2 separate regions of the Zea mays genome follow, and region 1 is linked to region 2. A link is a contact called in public Hi-C data. All regions are on one chromosome and are shown on one strand. The core of a region is the stretch at or near the end of the contact, and the rest is flanking DNA. Distances in the headings are between cores, read along the strand shown.

Region 1 (5,174 bases), core at 1,411-3,910, 150 kb before region 2:
AGCCTGTAAGTCGTCGGTTACACTCAACCTTCCTTCTGTATCGCTAGTGTCGTCCCTTTTATAGTTCAATGGGGGCACGTTATAAGGGAGCTGGACCCCAACAGGTGGGCCCACGGAGTTGCTTCTACCCGAAGCATGAGGCATCGGGTAAGGGCTAGCAACGCTACATCTTCTAGACGTGTATCTCCTCTTAGTGGTTGTGTTGGCTCCTGACATCTATCCCCTGTCATGTCTAATCGGAACGTAGGTGTAGTCCATGGAGTAGGTTGCGGCATAGTCTGATACGCTATCGTGCGTAGGGGTGGACAGTGTCGTTCCATCTTCTCCACTTGTCTCTTTATGCCTCGGTAACGCACAAGGAACAGTGAAAGTCAAAAAGAAGGGCACCTAAGCGATGTGTTGGGTTAATAGTTTTGCCTTAGTAACATGTGGGTGACAATAAAATCTGCACATTGCAGACCTGGCATGATTCACGTATTTAATGCAGGGGATACGCTACCCGCTGCTGGCGCGGATAAGTATGCATCCCATCTGCACCTAATGTTGGCGGGCCCCATGTCAGAGGCATACATCAGGCACCGTCTGGTGGCTTAAGCCAGGCGCGCCTTGGCCACACGTTGGCACTGAACCTCTGTCTTGGACTAGGGCAAGCACAGGAATATGTGGGGACACGACATTCCTAGGACCTCCTGACCAGGGACCCAAACTGTGCCTGAGGGGGGCCGGGCCCCAGCCGCACCAGTCCGGACACGTGGCGTCATCAGACCCTACTTGGCTTGAGGTCTGCATGGCATATACTGGACCCGAAGCCATCTCGGAGGTTCGATGCTGCAGCCAGAGAGTATCTTCTTTCTAGGGTCGTGGAGCCCATAACTATGATTCAAGTCTTCATTTGTGCATAGTTTTAGATTTTTTACCATTTAAATGTGGTCGAGCATGATGATGTGGAAAACCGTAGAACATGGTGCTTTAGACTATGGGCAGCAGACTCTCTATTTTGAACTTTACTTTATAGTACAAAACAGTACTTTGCACGCCCGCTAGAGGCCCCCTGGAGATGGGACTTACTGTGTGTGCATTATACTGCAGCAAAGTCGGTTTCCGTTAATAGTTGACACAAATGCTTTAGCTGTTTTTTTTAGGATTGGACACGGCGGCATTCGAGCCGAGGGAGGCCCAGCCCGTGTTCGACGCGCACCCGTAATTTGGCGGGAGTCCAAATCGATGGGCCAACCTGGGCTTAGTTTGGTCTACCGAGTACCGACATCACCCACACCACAGAGCCATCAGTTTGAGTAACCGTTGAGAAACTTCTCATCGCAGCCCACGTTCCCCCATCCCCGCTCTGCGACATCCGAAACTTCAAAATCGATTTGTCTCTATAGATTAACAAGCTGTGTCAAGTAGCCGCCTCACCGACACTTCAAAATTAAGTAAGGTAGTGAGCTCACATTATCAAATCCACTTGACACCTCATACCACTGATGGCTCAACTTCATTATATATCGATTTCTGAAGCAATAAAATGTTATATGTACATTAAGGGGGTGTTTGGTTTCTAGGGACTAATGTTTAGTCCCTTCATTTTATTTCTTTTTAGTATATAAATTGCTAAATATAGAAACTAAAATAAAGTTTTAATTTCTATATTTGGTAATTTTGGAACTAAAATGAAATAAAATATAGGGACTAAACATTAGTCCCTAGAAACCAAACACCCCCTAAGATGTACATAAATCATTCCATTTAAAAAAACCAATCATTTCTATAAAGATCATTTTTTTCTCGTGAGCTGATGACAATTTGTGTCATTTTCTCGTAGCCATGTGCTTGTCTACCTCAAGCAAAACAGTTTGGTATTAGTATACTTTGAGTGGCATATGCAAGTTGAAGGAATCCTTGTGTGGTATAGACAAAAAAAAAGGAGCATTGGTTACGTCGTCAGGATTATTAACCGCAGCGATGCACTAAGCTGACTCGAAGTCTTCCATGAATAATAGCCTTTTGTAGGTAGCCGCTGCTAATCTGCTACTGACTTTTGTAGCTGTACTGTACATGTGGTGTGGACTCCACATCAGTGAGTGAGTGACCAATAGTTGATCCAAACCGGAGCTTCTTTGGTCTGCCCTCAAATGGTCAGATGAAATCTTTTGATACCAGTTTTGCGTCTCATGGATCTCGATGTCAGACATCGAATAAACAAGTTTACAGTTTCTCGCACTTCTCGTGGCCTTGCACTTGTACAAGACGAGTTCAAAAGCGCAGAGTGCGCGCAACTGGATTCGAGAAAGAAAAAAAAAAGAGTCAGAAGCGCTCGATGCAGCCGGGTGCCAGTTTGCAATTGACCCTGCAATAATAAAACTGAAGCGCGGTATCCTATTCGGCAGAAAAGGCAAACACTGCATGCTTTCAGCAAAACACCCACACACAACAGATCGTGTCTGAAATACAGTAGTTTCTGAAACGTGGTCTAATTGCACTGCTACCAACTAACGAGCGAGAATTGTTTCTGAAAACGGGGCCTAACTGTCCTACTACCACTCATGGAGGAGCAGTGCGATTTACTCAAGAACGGACCAGAGAGGGCCAGGACAGGCAGCAGAGAGGGACTTTCAGCGATCAAGCCGATCAGCAGTTCAGCGCGCACCTTCTTCGCTGAGAGCGCGCGGGCACCAACTGCTTGCCCCCGCCCGCAACCGCAACAGCTGCTACCCCCATATGGACATCTCAATATTTGTTTTATTTTTTTAATATATTTGTATATAATTATAATTAGAGTAGCGTGGAAACCTATATACACCAAAGTCTCATATGCACCGTTTTTTTTTTTAATTTTGTTAGTTCGTGCAATTGCTCATATACACTGGATATGTTCCCTTTATATAGCACCCCCTCTATCTCTACCCAGCTCTCCTTCGAGCTGCCACCCCTCTCTTCTCGTCTTCTTCTCCCGTCCCCTCTTCCCTGCTCTGCTGCGCTCGACCAGGTTTGCTCCCCCCTTGGATTTTGTCATGTTCTCCTGCATTTGCAAGGAACTGTACCTGGTTATGATGTTCTTGTCGTCAGTCGCGTGCAATTGTCAGCTTGAGAATTACCGACTCTACATGCATTGTGATGCCTTTTGTATTGGTTTCAGATCTGAAAGTTCTTTTCTTTTTCTTTCTCCTTTGCCTTTTTGTTCAAGCGATTGTTCTATCCCCCGTCTCGTACCATGATCTGGCTGTCGCTAGCACTCCTACAATACAACGAACCGTCTAGACAAACTAGCAGATCCAACGATCTATCTTGTATCCGAAGTGAGACCGTTTTTTCCAAGAGATAGCGAGTGAATTAATTAGCTCCCGAGTAGACCAGTAACGTACGGCACCATTCGATAATAGCATTTGATTCGAACCCAGAAACATTTGGACATTTTGATCAATCAGATCAAGTTGCTAACTGTACTTTCTGCGTGATCTCGTCAGGGGCTTCAACCAGAGAAGCGAGCAGAGGATCAGGCGCGCCGCGCGCCAGGCAGCCGCTGCTTGATGGGGTCCAAAGCGGTAATTCTTGCCGCGGCTGTACTGGCGGTCCTCCTCTCCACCCCGGCATTGGCTCAGAAGGGTAGCCCGCCGGCGCCCGTGTCACTGCCGCCGGCCCCGGCCCCGGCGCCGGCGCCGCACTACGTGGACCTCGCGGAGCTCCTGAGCGTGGCCGGCCCGTTCCACACGTTCCTCAGCTACCTGGAGAGGACCAACGTGATCGAGACCTTCCAGGGCCAGGCCAACGACACCAAAGTGGGCATCACCGTGTTCGTCCCCAAGGACTCGGCGTTCTCGGCGCTCAAGAAGTCCACCTTCTCCAACCTCACCTCCGACCAGCTCAAGAAGCTGCTCCTGTACCACGCGTTGCCCAGGTTCTACTCCCTGGCCGAGTTCAAGAACCTGAGCTCGCTCAACCCGGTGGACACCTTCGCCGGGTCGCCCTACACGCTCAACCTCACCGACGACATGGGCACCATCTACGTGCAGTCCATGTGGTCCAGGCCCAAGATCGCCAGCAGCGTGTACGCCACCAGGCCCGTCGCCGTCTACGCGCTCAACAAGGTGCTGCTGCCCATGCAGCTCTTCAGCAAGGACCCGCCGCTCGCGCCGGCGCCCGCGCCCGCGCCCGAGTCCGGGGCGTCCGATGCCCCCAGCCCCGCGGCCGCCGGCAAAGCAGGCGGCCTGACGGGCGGCAAGGGCGACTCGACGAGCGCCGCGCACAGCACCGGCGCCGTCGGCGTTGCCAGCTCCTTGCTGCTCGCTGCAGCAGCGCGCTTGATTCTCCTGTGGTGGTGACCGGTGACAGGCTTGTGGGTTCTTGCCATTCGTGTGAGCACAGCATTCGTGCCTCCCCACGGCCACGCTTGATTTCGTTTTGAATGGGTTGCTGGAGTAAATTCTTTTGGACATAAAGTAGGCATACCGTTAGGATCGAGTTGGAGTATTTTTACGTCACATTACATCATTACTCTCATAATGTCTAACATTTTTTTATCGACGGATGATTGAACGGATGAACACGAGAAAAAAGTTTTCACTGCAACCACTTTTCCTCTAGTCCATCTACGCAGCTGGCGATCGAAAACATTTTGATAGCTGTTAAAGAACTAAAACTGCTTCACACCTCACCTCTGGCTCTGACTGTTTCACCTAGTGACCTGTTGATGCCCACTGGACACGTGGGAAATGTCCCTGTGAGAGGTCGAGTCTACGCCGCTGAGTCGTTCCTGGCAGGAACAACATGCTCAAGATTACAACTTTGTTCAATATGGTGGCTGTACACTGAAAGGATGGCGCATATGCTATACACTATTTTATTCGAATTTTCAACTTGGGCTGGTTCCTGCCTAAAGAAATACTGAAACTTCCATGTGCATTGAGCATTGTTTGCTGTTCCCACATGCAACCAATCTTTGGTCCAAAGATGAATCAGATCTTAGGCAATCGTTCAGTTCTCCATTTGACTCAGAATATTGTTAGCTACTTGATTATGTAAGCTTAACAGCATGCGTCTGTTGTGTAGGAATAGCAACTGGCCAGTATTGTGAAGTCCAATTTTGCAGCATACTTTGAGTGCCAAGTTGTGTGCAATCCATCGTAGACCGTCTCGAGCAAACTTTGATTGTGCAAAACACTATTTGTATAGTAGAG
Region 2 (5,430 bases), core at 393-2,892:
CATACTACTCTAAATTTCTACTCTAAAAGGAATATTCTATCCCCGTCAGCAGTCATGTTTACTCTATACCACAATCCTCTGCAGTCATGTTTACTCTATATCTCAACTCTATACCAACTATCACATATTATATCATTTCTTTTTAACTCTATTCTTTTCCCAGCCAACAAACCGCTTCCTTCTCTCCTCCGATCTAGGCGTTCCGGCACTCTGCAACAGTGTTTCGAGTAAGAGCTGCATGTACTCTGAAAGTAGCGTTCCTGGTTTCCTCATACCGTTTAGAGTAACTCAAACAGTTCACCACTGCGGCAATTTTTTACTGCATATTCAACTCTATATTTATAGCGTTCTGGTTAAAGTTCATCACTGCTCTTATAGCCTAAAACGCAAAGTCACCCCAACTTTTCGCAGCCACGTATCCGCGGCGTTCGATCCCGCATATATATGCGTGAGGCGAGATCCTCCCTCAGTCCCCTTGCGCGCGCCATCACACTCCTTTCCCATGTCAATTTTTCATCCTCGCGCAATTTGGTTGGTGGCGCCATGGCAGGAGGCGGCGGCGGTAGAGGTTTCAACTGTCCCAGAGGTAGCGGCAACGGGAGAGCTTTCAACGGTTCTGGAGGCGGAGGCAGCGGGAGAGCTTTCTACGGTGTCGTACGAGGCGGCGACGGAGATGCTGTGCAGTCGTCGGCATCTCCTGAACTGGATCTACAGCCTCACGTTCACCGCGACGGCTAGAGGATGCGGGAGGTTCCTCCAATGGCAGATGGGCGGCGCTGTAGATCAGGTCCTCGATGTCTGAGTGTCCCTGCGAGGTGCATTCGAAGGTGGAGGTGCATAGGACGTGATGGAGTCGACGACGGACCACTTGCAGCGCCCATGTTCGGATGCAGCGACAGCCTCCTTGTGTCCTTCGAACTCGCGACGAGAGAGAGTGGTATTCAGGACTGCTTGCTTACAGGAGAGAAATAAGCTAATTTCTCAGAATCTTAGAAGCTGATTTTACAACAGGATTGCTTGCTTACAGAGTTGATCAACTAAAAAAGCGCTATGGTTCAGAATTCAGCAGTACGTGTAGTAGTGACGACGATATGTGGTAGGCATGCATCCCGTGAATCTGTTCAGCGGTATACGCAAAGGAATCTTGTCCAAACAGCCAAGCCATGGCCCACTTGTTTGGTTTCAAAAACTTTAGGGAATACTTATTAGCAGTCTGATGTGAACTTAGATTGTTTTCAAGGAAAATATTATTTCAACAGCCCTAATATACCATTTTGGAAACAAAATTTTAGCGGAGGTGCTCTAACTAAACAGTCTACACTAACAACCTTTCTGCACTACTAGCACCCCTTCCCGTACAACTTCGGTTCTGAACTTCTGTGTTAACAGAATAGCTGGGGAGGGGTAGAGAAGTAGAAGAACATGCAAGGAACAGGATGCGAGGAAGAGCCCAGCAGCAGCGGCAGCCAGGCAGGCGGCGGTGTTGAAACTTGAGAGTTGAGACAGAAGAATTCAGTTATTACAATGTTGATGATTCTTTCAGCGTTACATACCCCAAGCTAGGCACCCACTCTGGACCCTTCAGGCGAACATTCTCAGTTCGAGCCCTTTTACTGCGCCTTGGCCCATCTGTTGTCTCATGTCTTGGCCCATCTTCCACCATCTCTTTACTTACATTCTGGTCTGCGGGGCAGCCGACCTCACCGACGGCGGAATGACAAAAAGGACAATATCAACGACGCCGCGCGCTTCAACGCCACAGCCCATCCTCTGAGACAAAATAGGATAAGGAGACCCACCCGGCACGACTGCTCTCCGCACCCGCAACGCCCATGGCGTTCGCCGCCGTCCTCCGCGCCCGCCTCCTCCCGGTGCCCACTCCGCTATCCAGCTCCTCGCCGCCGCCATTCTTCGCCCCTTCGGCCTACGTCCGCGTACCGCGCCTCACAGCAGCAGCAGCGCGCACCGTACGGTACCGACGACGGGGCGGGCGGCCTCACCGCGCGGCCGCGGCGATTACAGCGTCACTCGACCTGACCGAGGACAACGTCCGGGTGGCCCTAGACGAAGCCAAATCCGAGGCAAGGAAACTGAACCGATTCCCCTTCTCTCCTCACCCCCCCATCGGATCGAAGTGCCGTTGCAGGCTTGCAGCCTCGAGCTAATGCTGTCGCTGGTCTTGTGCGCGTCAGCTAGGGCAGCTGTTCGACACGTCGGTGGGCATCACAGGTGAAGGCCAGGCCGAGCGCTTACCCCAGAAGACGCTGTACTGCTTACTTTACCAAGAAATGGATTGTGACCAGTGACTTCTCCTTCCCGTGGATGGTTCTTTGGTGGCTGCAGGGCAAGTTGACCTCGCGGAGTTGGACGGGCCGTTCGTGAAGCTCCGGCTCAAGGGCAAGTTCTGGCACACCCGCGCCACCGTGGTCGCGCGGATCGGAAACTACCTCAAGAACCGCATTCCGGTGAGGGTTTCTGCTGGAGTGCTTGCGTTCCTTTGCTTCAACAAATAATAATGGGGTGGGCCAGTGCAGGAAATGGGGAGAGTGTTGTTTAATCAAGGTGTAACATGGGGCCCGCCTATTGTTATTCCAGGAAATTTTGGAGGTGGAGATCGAGGACGAGAAACAGCTGGATGATAGTCCCGCTGCTTTCTGAGGGGTACCGCACGATCACCAATTTAGTTCAATGCTGTGTGTGATTCATCAGTATGTGCCAATTGTGAGGTTCAGGAGAAGGGACACGTTTTCAGTTTTCAGAATTAGTACTGGTTCAGGGAGAATTCTTATCGGAGGCTACCTTTCGTACACAGTTAAGTATGGTACTCCTTACTCTGCTAATGTCAAAACTACAGACTTATGAACACATGAATTCCAATCAACATTTTCTGGCTGACATGACAAGAGCATTCATCATCCTCGATGTGTAAAGCTGAATCTATGGATCTGAGTCTGAAGGAGCGAATATACAGACCTGAATTTTCTGTATTTCCCATAATCACAGCTCCAGCTTCGGGGAATTTGCAGTTGCCTTTGTGGTTTGCATTATAGCATATGCACATTGATTGCAGATATCCAATATTTGGAGGTGCTTGTTCTATTATTACGAAGAAGCTGCATGGTATTACAAAGAAACAAAATGACAAGACTATGGCTGACACTAGTCATACTCAATTCTTGCATTTGAGCGCCATCCATGATTTGTGAAGACTTCCATCGCTACCACTTCCAAAGCTTGACAAACATCGTTGTTGTGATTCCTCCTTTTGTAGAAATCTCTAAAATCTGAACCAGTGAGTACATCTAAAAATAACCTGCACAACTGATGGGGAAGCTGCCCTAAGTGTCCGTTTGGTTGGATTTTTGGGGCTGTTTTCGCTTCTCAAAACCCAAAAGTTGAACCAAATACCAAAGGAGCGAGCTGTTTTTGGCTTCCTGCTTTTTTGAAATAGGCGGAGTGAAGAACTTTTTCACGGTTGTTTCAAGAGAGACATAGATAGAAGGTACTTGTTATAACTAAACGGCTAAACCCGAGAGGCTCCATGCCGTTATAGACACTCGCTCTATAGCGGTAGTATTGACTTACCAGCCAACTACCGTTTGCGAGGCTCACAAATTAGCGAGGAAAAATCATCACTTGCTTGGTGAAGTTTCTTGAGTCGACGTGCGGCTGTGGTGTCGCTGATCGTCTCACGTGTGCTTGGCCGGATCGAAGACTGGGAGATAGCCCTCTCTGTGCTCTGTAATTGCATCATAGAATCTGAAGTGTGAGGAGTTAGCCTTCCTTGACCGGATCGATACTCGTGCACAATCCTAAAGACACTTCCTCGCCGAAATGCGCTCTTGCTAAAAGCTTCCAGTCTAGGAGGCACATTGTTGTATCACTCACATGTACTTGATATCGACAGATTGTCCGGTGAATGCTAGTATCATGGTTTGGTTTCCCCCAAAACAAAATCCGAAACCTGCACGGATGGTTGAAACTCTTATGTACTTAAACTTAACGAATTCATTTCATCGATCAAAATCATGCACCGAAACCGCCGAGGAAGGACGATGTCTACGAGGGCTCCTTTGCAACCCGAGCATTCCAATGAATTCTTTCTTATATAGGTGCATGATTCGGGGGTGGAGGATCCAGCAATCCTGGTGACACCAAACTCGCCTCTGCTGAAACACCAGTCACTGCACCCTGGAACGCCAAACTCGCCGCTTTGGGTCGGGTGCTTGGCTGTCACTTGTCAGGAGGGCAACACATGAGGCAGACGGACCTGGACAAACAGTTGTCACCTCTGCACAAACATAATATGCAAGGCTGCAACTCTGCAATGATCTCACAGACAGGCAGACGGTACTCCTACTAGTACTGCTACCACTAAACAGGTGGCCATGCATATTCGTCTTGCAAAGTCCAAACCGCCATGATCGCTCTCGAGACGGGTGTTAAACCCCACTGCGCACTGATGGCACTGGCCACTAACCATTGGTGACCAGAACGGAACCTGTCCTGTCACCTTTGCGGTGGTGCTGCTGTTCTCCCTCAACCAGTTCCAGAGCTCGATGGCGCCGTGGGCTCTTGGCTACTATCTCCAGCAATATCCCTGGCCGGTTTCGGTCCTCTATACTCGCCTTTTATATTTTTTTCTAAAAGATTTTTTTTATCTATGTCTTATTTCTCTCCAACAGCATCTGTTATATCTCATCTATATTAATGATATAATTTACTTTTAGTTTTGTTAAATCAGTTGTTTGTAGTATTAAAATGGATGAAGAGGGGGAAAGAAAAGCTCTACACATGTAGAGGACTCAACGACGGCCTCTATACCTAGAGGACTGTTTAGAAGATATTGTTGTAGATATATAGGACGGCCGCATCCTCTAAATTTTAAGGTAGAGAAATATTTAGAGTATCGGTTGGAGAGAGTCTAATCATTTTACTAGGGGTGCGTTAAGTGAGGGAATCTTCACTTGATTGCGTCCAGATCATCACTCTCGTGCGGGGGCAAACCTCCATCATTGAGCTGGATTCTTTTTGCACGGGGAGGAGTGGAGTGGTTGTGGTTGGGCAGGGCTCTCCCTCTCGTCAGGTTGCTTCTGAATAATTCAGTGCAGGCCAGGCCAAGCCATTATTATATACTATCTATTAGGAGGAGTACTCCGTATGTCTTAGTACTACTCGCAGTTGTTTACTCGGCCTGGGCTTCGGATTGTCGGTCAGATTAGCGAGGATCCGGTTCCACTTCCATGTCACAGCGGTCAGAGGCCAAGCCAAAGCCACCTCCGTCATGCATGCCACCACCACCACCACGCCAAAGATCAAAGTCTTCGCTCGCGCATGTGACACCACGTGAGGTGGTCGTGCATGTATCCGTGTTTCCAGTGCTGACAGAGGCAGAGTCCATTTTATGTCCGCTGCTGTAAATGATTGAAT

Evidence for each region. A called contact is a pair of places that touch in the nucleus more often than the background predicts.
Region 1: a contact with region 2 is called in a Hi-C map of ear, with 2.9 times the contacts expected there. The contact joins the promoter of LOC103647534 here to the promoter of LOC103647530 in region 2. A contact is called at or near these places in 3 of 25 Hi-C or Micro-C datasets (ear, endosperm and tassel).

The regions. Positions count from the first base shown.
Region 1 is chr2:194,713,927-194,719,100 of Zm-B73-REFERENCE-NAM-5.0, reverse strand. LOC103647534 (fasciclin-like arabinogalactan protein 7) reads left to right here and starts at 2,660. Exons shown (of 2, transcript XM_008672057.2): 1 at 2,660-2,986; 2 at 3,465-4,879. The coding sequence starts at 2,870. The coding sequence ends at 4,319.
Region 2 is chr2:194,566,435-194,571,864 of Zm-B73-REFERENCE-NAM-5.0, reverse strand. It overlaps LOC103647530, which reads left to right and starts at 1,642. Exons shown (of 4, transcript XM_008672055.4): 1 at 1,642-2,081; 2 at 2,193-2,229; 3 at 2,344-2,465; 4 at 2,596-2,997. The coding sequence starts at 1,833. The coding sequence ends at 2,658.